Regions from separate parts of the Astyanax mexicanus genome. Here region 1 is linked to region 2. Evidence: chromatin contacts called from public Hi-C data. All regions are on one chromosome and are shown on one strand. The core of a region is the stretch at or near the end of the contact, and the rest is flanking DNA. Distances in the headings are between cores, read along the strand shown.

Region 1 (5,396 bases), core at 2,850-5,349, 100 kb after region 2:
CATTACATGCCCTCTCCCTTTGTAGTGTGTCAGAGGTGCAAGATGGCAGCATTGAGTGCATCACCAGTGCCAGCAACAAGACAGGAGAGCACAGGGTGACTGTACGCTATGGCAGCAGTGAGCGTCATCTCCCTAACAGTGGGTTCTTCTACACCTCAGACCCGAACATCACTCAGGCCATGCCCTCAAAAAGCTTTATCAGGTGTGTATGTGTGTGTATATGAGCCCTTGAGACAAGGATTAACCATATATCGACCATTTTAATCAGTTATTTTCTTTACTTTTGCCTTTTGCAAGTTATTTAATTTTTTATTAACATTCCTCTTATATTCATTCAATTCATATATATATATTAATTATTCAAAAGATGTCTAAAACCAAAAAAATCATGACAAGCATAGTAAATATTTCATTACTAACTTCCTTGCTAATTATTCTATCAATATTTACTGCAATGATGTTTAATACCTCTAACAGGTAATAGTTCAATTAGGATAGTTTACTCGTTTTTCATGAAAACAATATATATGTTTAACCTTTTTTATGTTTACTACTTAAAACACAATAGTTTTACATAACATTGAAACATAACATTGCAATTTTGTTTAAGTTTTAGTTTTTGCTGGGGGTGGTTGCAAATGTGAGATGAACAATTTTCATTTTATATGTTGATTACACTAATTAAAGCAAGCAAAAGAACTTTCAAACTAAAACAAAAATACTTTTAACTATTTTTCCTAGATCTTTAAACTTTAAAATGGTTCGGTTTGACCTGTAACATAACAGGAGGGTTAAAAAACGCTATTAAATTTGTTTAATTGGGCTCATTTGCATAATAAAATATAAATTTGTACTAAATATCACTCTGTTTTGCTGACTTTGTCAAAATGACTCTCTTGGCACAGTGGTGGGCGTGTGATCCATGTGACGGGACACAACCTAGACGTGGTCCAGGAGCCGCGAATCCGAGTGACCGTGTTTCCCTCAGACTCCGTCAGCCGAAAGAAGAGAGGGAGCAGACGGAGGAGAAGAGCTAGAGGAAGTGTTATAAACACAGAGGTCGATCAGGGGCTTCTGTGGAGACAGAGACGTATCATTCCAGAACCAGACTGCCCAGAAAACACCCTGTGCTCTGTAATGAGTGTGAGTAAAGTAAAACCATTACTTAATCACATTGAGTTTGAACAGTGGGAGTTTACTTATGCTTAATTTAATAATCCTATCCTACATTCTCTCTTTCTCTCTGTTTTCCTCTCTTTCGCTCTCTTTATGACTCTTTCAGTTTGAAGAGCGATGTGAGGTGAACACCTCCACTCTAATGCTGTGCCGGACCCCGTCTGTGAGTCCCCAGGTGATTGGTGCTGACATACATGTGGAGTTTCTTCTGGATAATCTTCGCTTCAACTTCAACTCTGTCAGCCAATCACCTTTCATCTACGAGTTTAACCCCACCCTCCACAAACTCAACCGTCACGATACTGACCAGCCTTTCCGCTACAAGCCAGGATCAGTTATATCTGTAGAAGTAAGTAAATGTTTAACTCTTCAGTGAAACCAATTTAATGAAATACATGTAAAAGTGTATTGTACAAGAATGTAAAAAAGTTCATCTAAAATCAGAGAGCGTGATGATTTTTAATGTAACTGAAAAACCTGAAAAGGGTAATAAATGTCTTTTTTATAAATATACTTTGATATACAAGGCATCCAAAATACTTTTAATATGTTAAAAGTCTTAATGTAGAAAATTTGGAACATAACATGGAACATGGAAAAACAGTAAAATAACAACTGTTTATGAACTATTTTAATATCATTACTGTATTAAATTGTCTCTTTTGTTTAAATACCAAAAATATTTATGTATAGTTACAGTAGTGTAAATAATATTCTGCACTTTGTGTATCTTTAAACCCATTTAATACAAATTGGCCTGTATGTTTGTCTAGCCCTGGGTCCATACTTACTATTTATATGTATATCTTGTTATATTTATCATATTTATCAAAGTTGTGTATTCATATTTGATCTAATGTTTAATCAGAGCAATTGATTACATGCTTTTGATTGGATGTAAATGTTTATCTGAGCTTAACCTCATCTTTCTTCTTCTTTACTCCCGTTCTCCATGTTCTCTCTGTTTCCTTTATCTGTACAGGGGGAGAACCTGGACCTAGCTATCTATAAGGAGGAGGTGGTAGCTCTTATCGGTGAAGGTGTGTGTGCTGTTAAAACTCTAACACGGAACCACTTGTACTGTGAGCCACCCCCCGATCAGCCCTCCCCCTCTCACGGATACGGCCGCAAGCGTGAGGGAACTGATGCTCTGCCAGAGTTTACAGTAAGTTCACTAAAAAATTCTCAGTAAAGGTTTTCTTTTTTAGAATTAATGTGTATACTGTTATCTTAATTACTGTGTAATGGTTAGTGGTGAAGGAGAATCAGCTGTCGTTCTTTTGTATGAGTGTGTGATTTATATGTTTGGAAAGTGTGTAACAGGGTTGTTATATGTTTTGCTGCAGGTACAGATGGGGAATTTGAACTTCACTCTGGGTCGAGTAATGTACGACTCTATAAATCAGTCCACCTTCCCCATGGAGGCTCAGATAGGGGTTGGAGTGGTGGCTGCGCTTGTGGTCCTGATAGTGGTGATCATCGTGCTTATTTACAGGTGTGTGTCTTGAGTTTTATTCCTATTTGTTTTGTGGTCAAAAAAATTTAATCTATTAAAAATATAACCAGTGTGTAAGTGTTTGTCATAAGACTATGACATAGATCTAATGATAACGTTTTTCTAACATTAAAAGGTAACTGTTTGTCATACTTTGTCACAGTATAGGTTCAATGGCTCTTAAAAGTGAAATACAAGGTTATTTGGCGAAAACAACATTATGACTTTATGGAACCTTTCCTTTATAATACTAGGAAGAATTATCATAATGAACCACCTATTTCAAAATAGATATCGTCCTTTTTCTATAAAAAAGTATGTAAAAATGTTGAATTATATTTTTTTGTAATGTTTTCTTTTTTTTTTTTAAGAAAAGGATCTTTTATGTTAATCAAATTAGGAATAAGCAAGCCTCATTTGTTAAATATTGGTTGGGGTAAATATAAGAACAATGTATTGTATCAGTTAGTGTCCTATGGTAAGATTCATAACATTTAGCCTAGATTTACTTACTTATCTCTGTAACATGATTCTGTTGTAAGTAACTCTGAACAAGGGATTTGCCTTTAAATGTTTAAACATGTTAAAATCATGTTACACAGAATTGATAGTGTTTCACTTTTCAACTTTTTAGAAAAAACGTTTTTCATGTAATATAGGACCGTTTCTGTTTGTAACACATTTTACCCATTCTGACTGCAGTAATGTGTGTGTGTGTATGTGTGTGGGTATGTGCATGTGTGAGAGTATGTAATTGACAGCCTGGCTCTGTAGTAGCTCATTTCCTGTGAGCAGGGTTAAGGCTTCCCTTTGGTGTGAATTACAGTCACTCATACGAGTTCCTCCACATCTGGAGTCTATTCTGTGTGATAGTAGTTCTCCCAGGGGTCTGTTGTTTTAGATTAGGCTGCTTTCTTATCCTCAACGTGACTTAAATCTCTGTCTCTGACACTCCCTCGCTCCCTTTGCGCCCCACTTCTGTCTCTCTCAGGAGGAAGAGTAAGCAGGCTCTGAGGGATTACAAGAAGGTTCAAATTCAACTGGAGAATCTGGAGACCAGTGTGAGAGACCGCTGCAAGAAAGAGTTTACAGGTGAGAGAGAGGGAGACAGGGAGGAAGGGAGGGGGTAAGAGAAGGTGTAGTTAAGCATGCAGTTTTGAACCCTGGGGATTTTTTTAACTATGTGGAGAGAGTTATTTCTTATTCTTATCTTATTTAAGTGATCATTCTCTATTATTGTGTGAAATGTAGCTTTCCCTGAGAGACAGAGATAACCGTGCTGTTGACCTTTTTACCAGACCTGATGACTGAAATGATGGACATGTCCAGTGATCTGGTGGGCTCTGGGATTCCGTTCCTGGATTATAAGATGTACGCTGAGCGGATCTTTTTCCCTGGTCATCGGGAGTCGCCTCTGCGTCGGGATCTGGACGTGCAGGACTGTCGAAGGGCCACAGTGGAGCAGGGCCTTGTCCAGCTCTCCAACCTGCTCAACAGCAAACTCTTCCTCACCAAGGTAACACCTTGTACTATCTTTCTTCATTTCTGGATGTACTGCACAACTTTTGTAAGTCATATTAGATACACATAAACATACTGGGTATCTCACACTTACTTAGTTTTTCTGATTTTTATGGGTATTGGACACTGCACAAACCTTAAACATGAGCCTCAAGGTACTATTATCATTTGTACCATCATTTGCACAATCTAAAAACAAAATAAACAAGAAAATCAGCTTGAGTAATTGATTTTGTGGTAACAAAATGGGATCAGTAGATGTTTGCTTAGTATTTTTTGCATTCCACCTTAAAGGTCTCATTTCATAGTTTTTTTCATTCATTTTAAAATATCTAGTTGTAGTCTTTAGTATGAATAAATGCTTCGTGAGCTGTTTTTTGTGAGGCTTTTCTTTTACTTAAACATGAAAAGTAAATAAAAATAGCCAGTCTCCAAAAGTGGCCATAACTTCTTGTGTTTAGTTTTTACTTGTGTCAAAAAAAATCTAATGCGTTTGATATGCTCTGACATATCTGCACCATAATCAGAAGGCAACAAATCAGAGACTGTGCCCTTCACACATTAATCTATTCTCTCTGCAACTATCGACTCCAACTTACGAAAAATCTGCAGACTAGAGCCAACCAGCACAGGTTGAGTCAGACTGAGATCATGGCTCAAATCAGGACACAAATCGCAAAGCTTAACCCTGGCTTTAGGTAATACGGATTTGATGGAATTGGAAAAAACATTCAGTACATTTGTTGTTTTTAGGTAACAGTATTTTATAATGTCAGAAACATTAGCAAATCTATTGGATCGTATCTTATTCAATTTCTCAGGCGAAATGCACTGCTTTACTTTAGTAGCTACATGCAAAATAAATAAAAAAATCTAGAAATTGATGTTTGATTAAAAGAATCACTTCAGGACTGTGTTTGGTATGATATGTCTTTTCTTTCTCTCTACCCCCAGTTCATCCACACTCTGGAGAGCCAGAGGACGTTCTCTCCCCGGGATCGTGCCTATGTGGCCTCTCTGCTCACTGTAGCTCTGCATGGCAAGCTGGAGTACTTCACTGATATCCTGAAAACGCTGCTCAACGACCTGGTGGAGCAGTATGTTGCCAAGAACCCCAAACTCATGCTTCGCAGGTGAGCAAATAGGACAGTGTGGCTAGTCAGCAATGGTACAACAGTAATATATTTCTACTAAAATCATTGGA
Region 2 (5,368 bases), core at 988-3,487:
GTTAAATTGTTATTTATATATACTGTACATCAGGGGTGCAGATTTGATTTAATAATGGAGAGTTGGGGGTGGGGCAACATGGGTAGGTAATAACCAACATACATCAATTTATATGTAAAACTTGACTAAGATGAATGAAGCTCAGAGCCTTGCATGCCAACACAAAACCAAACAACATTAGTGTAAGGTGTGTATTTGCTGACATATATTCTGCATAGAAATTACATTTTAATGCCTAATAGCATTTAAAAAAAAAAAAAAAAAAAAAAAAAAAAAAAAAAAACTATGCCACCATCTGCTGCTAAAACAGCCTTTACCTTCTGCCATTTACTCAGTAGATGCTGGTGTAGATGGTGTAAGGATTTGTGGCATTTAAGCACCAGGGCACTGGGGAGGTCAGGTAATGATGATAAATAATCAGTTCTAGATCCCAAACATCACTTCAGTTTATCTCAGAAATATTGGATGAAGCTCCATTAGTCTAGATAAAACAGTTTAATTGTTCGACAGCCTAATGTTACAGGCTATTTACCCTTTTATCTAACTGTGTAACAATACATGCAGGTTCCATAGGTAATCCTACAACACATTTGATCACAGATGTTGTAGATGGAATTGTAGGGATCCTACACACTCATATATTAGTGAATCTGGTGTCCCAGCTGGGTCCATAGGTGCTAAATTGGTGGCTAATAAGTATGCTTCAATCTGGTAGAGACATTCCTGGGAAACCCTGGCTGTGTGTGGGTGGGCATTATCCTACTGAAAAAAGTCAGCTGGAACTCCAGCCATGAGAGGCAACACATGTGGCTGCAGTAGGTCTTGGACAAATATATGACCAACTGTTAACATCCCTTGTATCACAACTAGGGGCAGCCAACTGTCATATGTGATGGCTTCTTAGATCATCACAACAGCAGTTGGGCCACTAAAGGCAGGATTGAAGTGCTCACCACAAGGCATCCATGCTCAAACCTGACCATCATCAGATCCCTAATAGAAGACAATACAGTTCCAGTATAAAGCAGTACAGAATTCTTGTTCACGCACTACATCAAACAAATGTGACAATGGCTGTCTGATGGACAGCATATAGTATCTGGTGGGCAATTAGTTGAAATGACCACCTGGCTTCTCTCAGTTCCATGATGTGCCCGCTAAGATGTCAGTTAATTGAGCATGTAAAGGACCTCTGACACAACACCACCTTATTGCACTATGGTATACATTGGGAATTGTAGCATACATTAGCTTGAAATGGTCAATATCTCAACATTATCTTTTATTCTCTATATATTTTACTATCAAACACATATAATGCATCACACTGTATGTAGTGTACAGGTGAAAGAATTCAGTAGACCTATGCTAGAATTTCCAGTGTATACCACTACTTCTGTAATAGAACACACATGTAATCATTCACATATCTGACTTAGAGATAACATTATGCATTTTAAGTTTTGCAGCAATTTGGATTGTTATTAAATTATATTATTTATTTATTTATTTATTTAATCTCTAAAGACTATATGATTTTTGCATGAACAATGTACAGCTCTTGAAAAAAAATAAGAGACTCAAAAATAAATCAAAGAAACATGAATTTCTTTGATTTTAATAAATGAGAAAACCTCTAGAATCCTCTATAATCAAGAGGAAGATAGATGATTAAAAGCTATCAAACTAAGCTGAACTGCTTGCATTTTTGCACCAGGAGTGGCATAAAGTTATCCAAAAACATGTGTAAGACTGGTGGAGGAGAACATTCCAAGATGCATTAAAACTGTGATTAAAAACCGGGGTTATTCCACCAAATATTGTTTTCTCTTAAAACTTTATAAATATGAACTTGTTTTCTTTGCCTTATTTGAGGGCTGAAATATCTTCATCTTCATTTCTCATTTTTTGTAAATAATGATCTAAATGACAATATTTTTATTTGGAATTTGGGAGAAATGTTATCTGTAGTTTATAAAATAAACAACAATGTTCATTTTACTTAAACATATAGCTATAAATAGCAAAATCAGAGGAACTGATTCAGAAACTGAGGTGGTCTCTTAATTTTTACAGAGCTGTATTTAAAGTGGTAATATGAAACCTTTGGACACAATCTGTGGCCCTTTTAAGAAAAAGAGCGATTCCATTGAGGAGTCTGAGTGGGGGCCACCAGCCTGCTGTTGAAGCCCCACCCCCTTTAAGATCTGCACGCGCGGAGGGCTGCCCTTCGGAGGTCAATCAGTCCTACGGAACCTCTTCATTCGCCCCAGTGTTTCACCGGCTCCATGTGATTAACACCGCGCAGCGAGGAGACGCAGGAGCAGGAGAAACAGCCGCTGCCCTGTTTAATACGCTTTTAACGCTTCTTTAACTGAGGACTGAAGACTACAGCAAATACAACTTATTCTTGGACTTTTTGCTTTCTTTTAAAAACGACCGAAAGGGGAAGGAAAACAGTAGAACAGATATAAAAAGTAACTTTTTTTACTTGTTACAACTGTGGAATTTCTGCTCTGGCTTTCTGGTAAACGTTTTGAGGGATTTTGAGGTTCTCGGCTGCTTATGAACTGGATAAGCCGGAGGACTTGCTACTGCTACCCCCACCACCAACACACCACCGCCAACCAGCAGCCTCCCCCCCTCAGTTCAGCTCACTTCACAGGGCTGTGGATTTAGTTTGGGAGTAGGGAGCAAAAGCAGCAGCAGCAACAGACCGTGGAGCTAAAGCTGCGCGCGACTCAAGGTGAGTGAGTCTAGACTGTGTTTCGTGTTTAAAACTGTTTAAACTGGATTTTTTCAGCGCACTGAAAACACTGCTTGCTTTCGGGCTCATAGTCTGTCTGTCCTGGGTCAGCTGGACTGATGTGGTTTGGTTTGTTTGTAGTAAAAACGTTTAAAATATAGAAACAAGACCAGTTCGAGGACTACTATAACGTTACATAGGGCTATTGCTGGGCAGGTTGGTTGCATGTTAACATTACACAGCCAGTCAGTCAGTCAGTCAGGGAGCAAGTCCGTCTGCTTGTCTGCCTACACTGGGGTCCAGAGTACAAGTTTGGTTTGTTTATGTGCTTTTAAACCTCCCGAGAAAGAGTTAACTGCCCAGCACACTGAAGTGAGTATGTTTTGTTCCTCTTTGCAAGGTGAATTTTACAACTTCAGCCACAAGTTTCTCTGACGTAGCTAGTCCACATTACAAAAGGTTACTTCCACAACTTCCACTTATCTATACAGTCAGTTATACAGCTGGATACTACTGGACATATGAACATATTCTTACTTTTTATAACAATTAGTTCTATTAACCTTCCATACTGATACAATAAGTAAACTCTATTCATATCTTCACCTATTTTCTGTTCATTTCTGTTTTAATAACAGACACTGACCTCTGTTTGCTCCTGAGGGGGCGGAGTCACATGCTTTGCTTGTTCTGCTTTAATGACACAGGTGTGCTGACGTCCGGTGGGCGTGGTCACAATCATAAAGCGCACAAATGCTTTATTGTGTTGTTATTTAGCACAAAAAGCAAACCTGTTTTATATTTGGTCATGCTGTCTAGGTCAGACACAGGTGAATATGTGTAGGCATGCTGTGATTTATATTTTTTCCCCCTAATTTCAGACATCATCTTAGTAGTAGGGGTGGGCGATATGGCCCTTAAACAAAATCACGATATTTCAGGGTATTTTTGCGATAATGATAATCTTGGCAAAAATGATTTTCTTTCAATTATAAAATTATACTATGACAATAATAGTATTATGTGGTAGTATGAATAAGCAGTTTCAAACATTCAGTAGAAACAAAAAAAATCTAGACACATTTGTCTATTCTGTTAACAGTAACTTACCAAGACTACTATTATTTTATACAAAATCAGTTTAAGAGAATAGAAAATATAGCAAAAATAATTGAATGGAATGTAGTGTAGCAACTAAAACTCTACCACAAATCTAAGTAAACTGCAAACATGAAAGTAAATACAGTACATGGCAAAACACATACAAAATGGACTGCTTTCAAGAACATTGCAATATTACTTTTTTGTTGTTAATTTTTTGCAGATATTGTGATGTACGATACAATGTCTCACACCCCTACTTCTTAGTAATATTTTTGATCGAATTTGATTAGTATTATAACCTTGAATTGAATACCCATCTATATATCTAATGGTATACTCTTGTCCTGGTGTGCATTTAGCTCATGGTAACCAGACAGGTATTTTAAGCCCAGGTAATTTCAGGTAATTTAAGCCCCAAGTCGTGATTGTCTTAAATAAAAAAAAGACCTGCTCCATTTCTGTTGCAAGAGCAAGCTTTGTGCTTAAGATATCTGGGTAATTTGGAAAAAGGTATGCTTTGTTGTATTGTGAAATAGCTCATTGAGACATTATAGTTGATTGCTTTGTAAGTCCTCTGCTGGAAAGAACCATTGAAATATATACAAATGTCTAATTACACACACAATAAATATTAGTAGGGATACACCCATTTGGGAATTTCCAGGCCTATGCTGATATCAGATATTATATATGTACATATCTTCCAAATCTGATGCCAGTGGCAATATACATATTTATAACACACAGAGAGTAGACATGCAGGTGCAATTTTTTTACTTAAAAAGATAGCTTAAACCAATTAATTTTAAAGCAGCATGGACCAGTTGTAGTAGTGTGATCAGTTTGAAATATTGGTCATATTGGGTACGGATATAATTTAATATCAAGTGCATCCTTAATAGTTACTGTCCTTTTCTAGAACTCCGCTTTTCCTTTTAACATTTACAGGGGCAGCATTGCAAAATAGACCAATCCAAACATACTATAGTCAGGTTTATAATGTATAATATAAAATAAATTAATAATAATTTATTTTAATGTATTAATTAGGGGTGGGAATCGATTACTATCTCACGATTCGATTCGATTCCGATTTTGGGGGCCACGATTCGATTCAAAATCGATTTTTGATTCAAAACGATTTGAATTATAAAAATTTCTGCTTCTGGCTTATGAATCTTATTGAAAAAAAACCCTCCATAATATACACTGGTCCTGGAGCAAGTAATGTGTTACAAAAACAATAAAATGTGCAGGAATGTGGGTCCTCAGTGACAGAGGAATCACTGGGATATCACAATGACGTTAATGAACAATAAATAAATAATAAATAACACTGCTTTATTACCTGGCTACTAGCGGTGGTGTGTAGGTGACGCTGCTGGGCTGATGTGATGATAGCAGTGGAGCGCTAAAGTTCAGGAGCAGCTGCTGATTAACTAGTTAATTTAAGGTCGTTGTATTTCTTCAGAAAGGGGGCAGGAGGTGGAGAAATTAATTCATATTGTCCATTCCTTA

Evidence for each region. A called contact is a pair of places that touch in the nucleus more often than the background predicts.
Region 1: a contact with region 2 is called in a Hi-C map of muscle, with 18 times the contacts expected there. The contact joins the enhancer-like site here to the promoter of plxnb1b in region 2. A contact is called at or near these places in 2 of 3 Hi-C or Micro-C datasets (both in muscle).

What each region holds. Positions count from the first base shown.
Region 1 is chr5:12,894,927-12,900,322 of AstMex3_surface, forward strand. plxnb1b (plexin b1b) reads left to right here. Exons shown (of 41, transcript XM_015606903.3): 22 at 26-202; 23 at 906-1,143; 24 at 1,283-1,525; 25 at 2,159-2,341; 26 at 2,523-2,671; 27 at 3,663-3,763; 28 at 3,970-4,187; 29 at 5,147-5,325. All of the region lies in intron 5 of lhfpl4a (LHFPL tetraspan subfamily member 4a), which reads right to left. Among protein-coding and RNA genes, the nearest start is that of si:dkey-19e4.5, 13 kb to the right of the region's middle. Within about 2 kb of position 4,100, the one cell type or tissue checked has an H3K27ac peak away from gene starts, as active enhancers do.
Region 2 is chr5:12,796,252-12,801,619 of AstMex3_surface, forward strand. It overlaps plxnb1b (plexin b1b), which reads left to right and starts at 2,238. Exons shown (of 41, transcript XM_015606903.3): 1 at 2,238-2,746.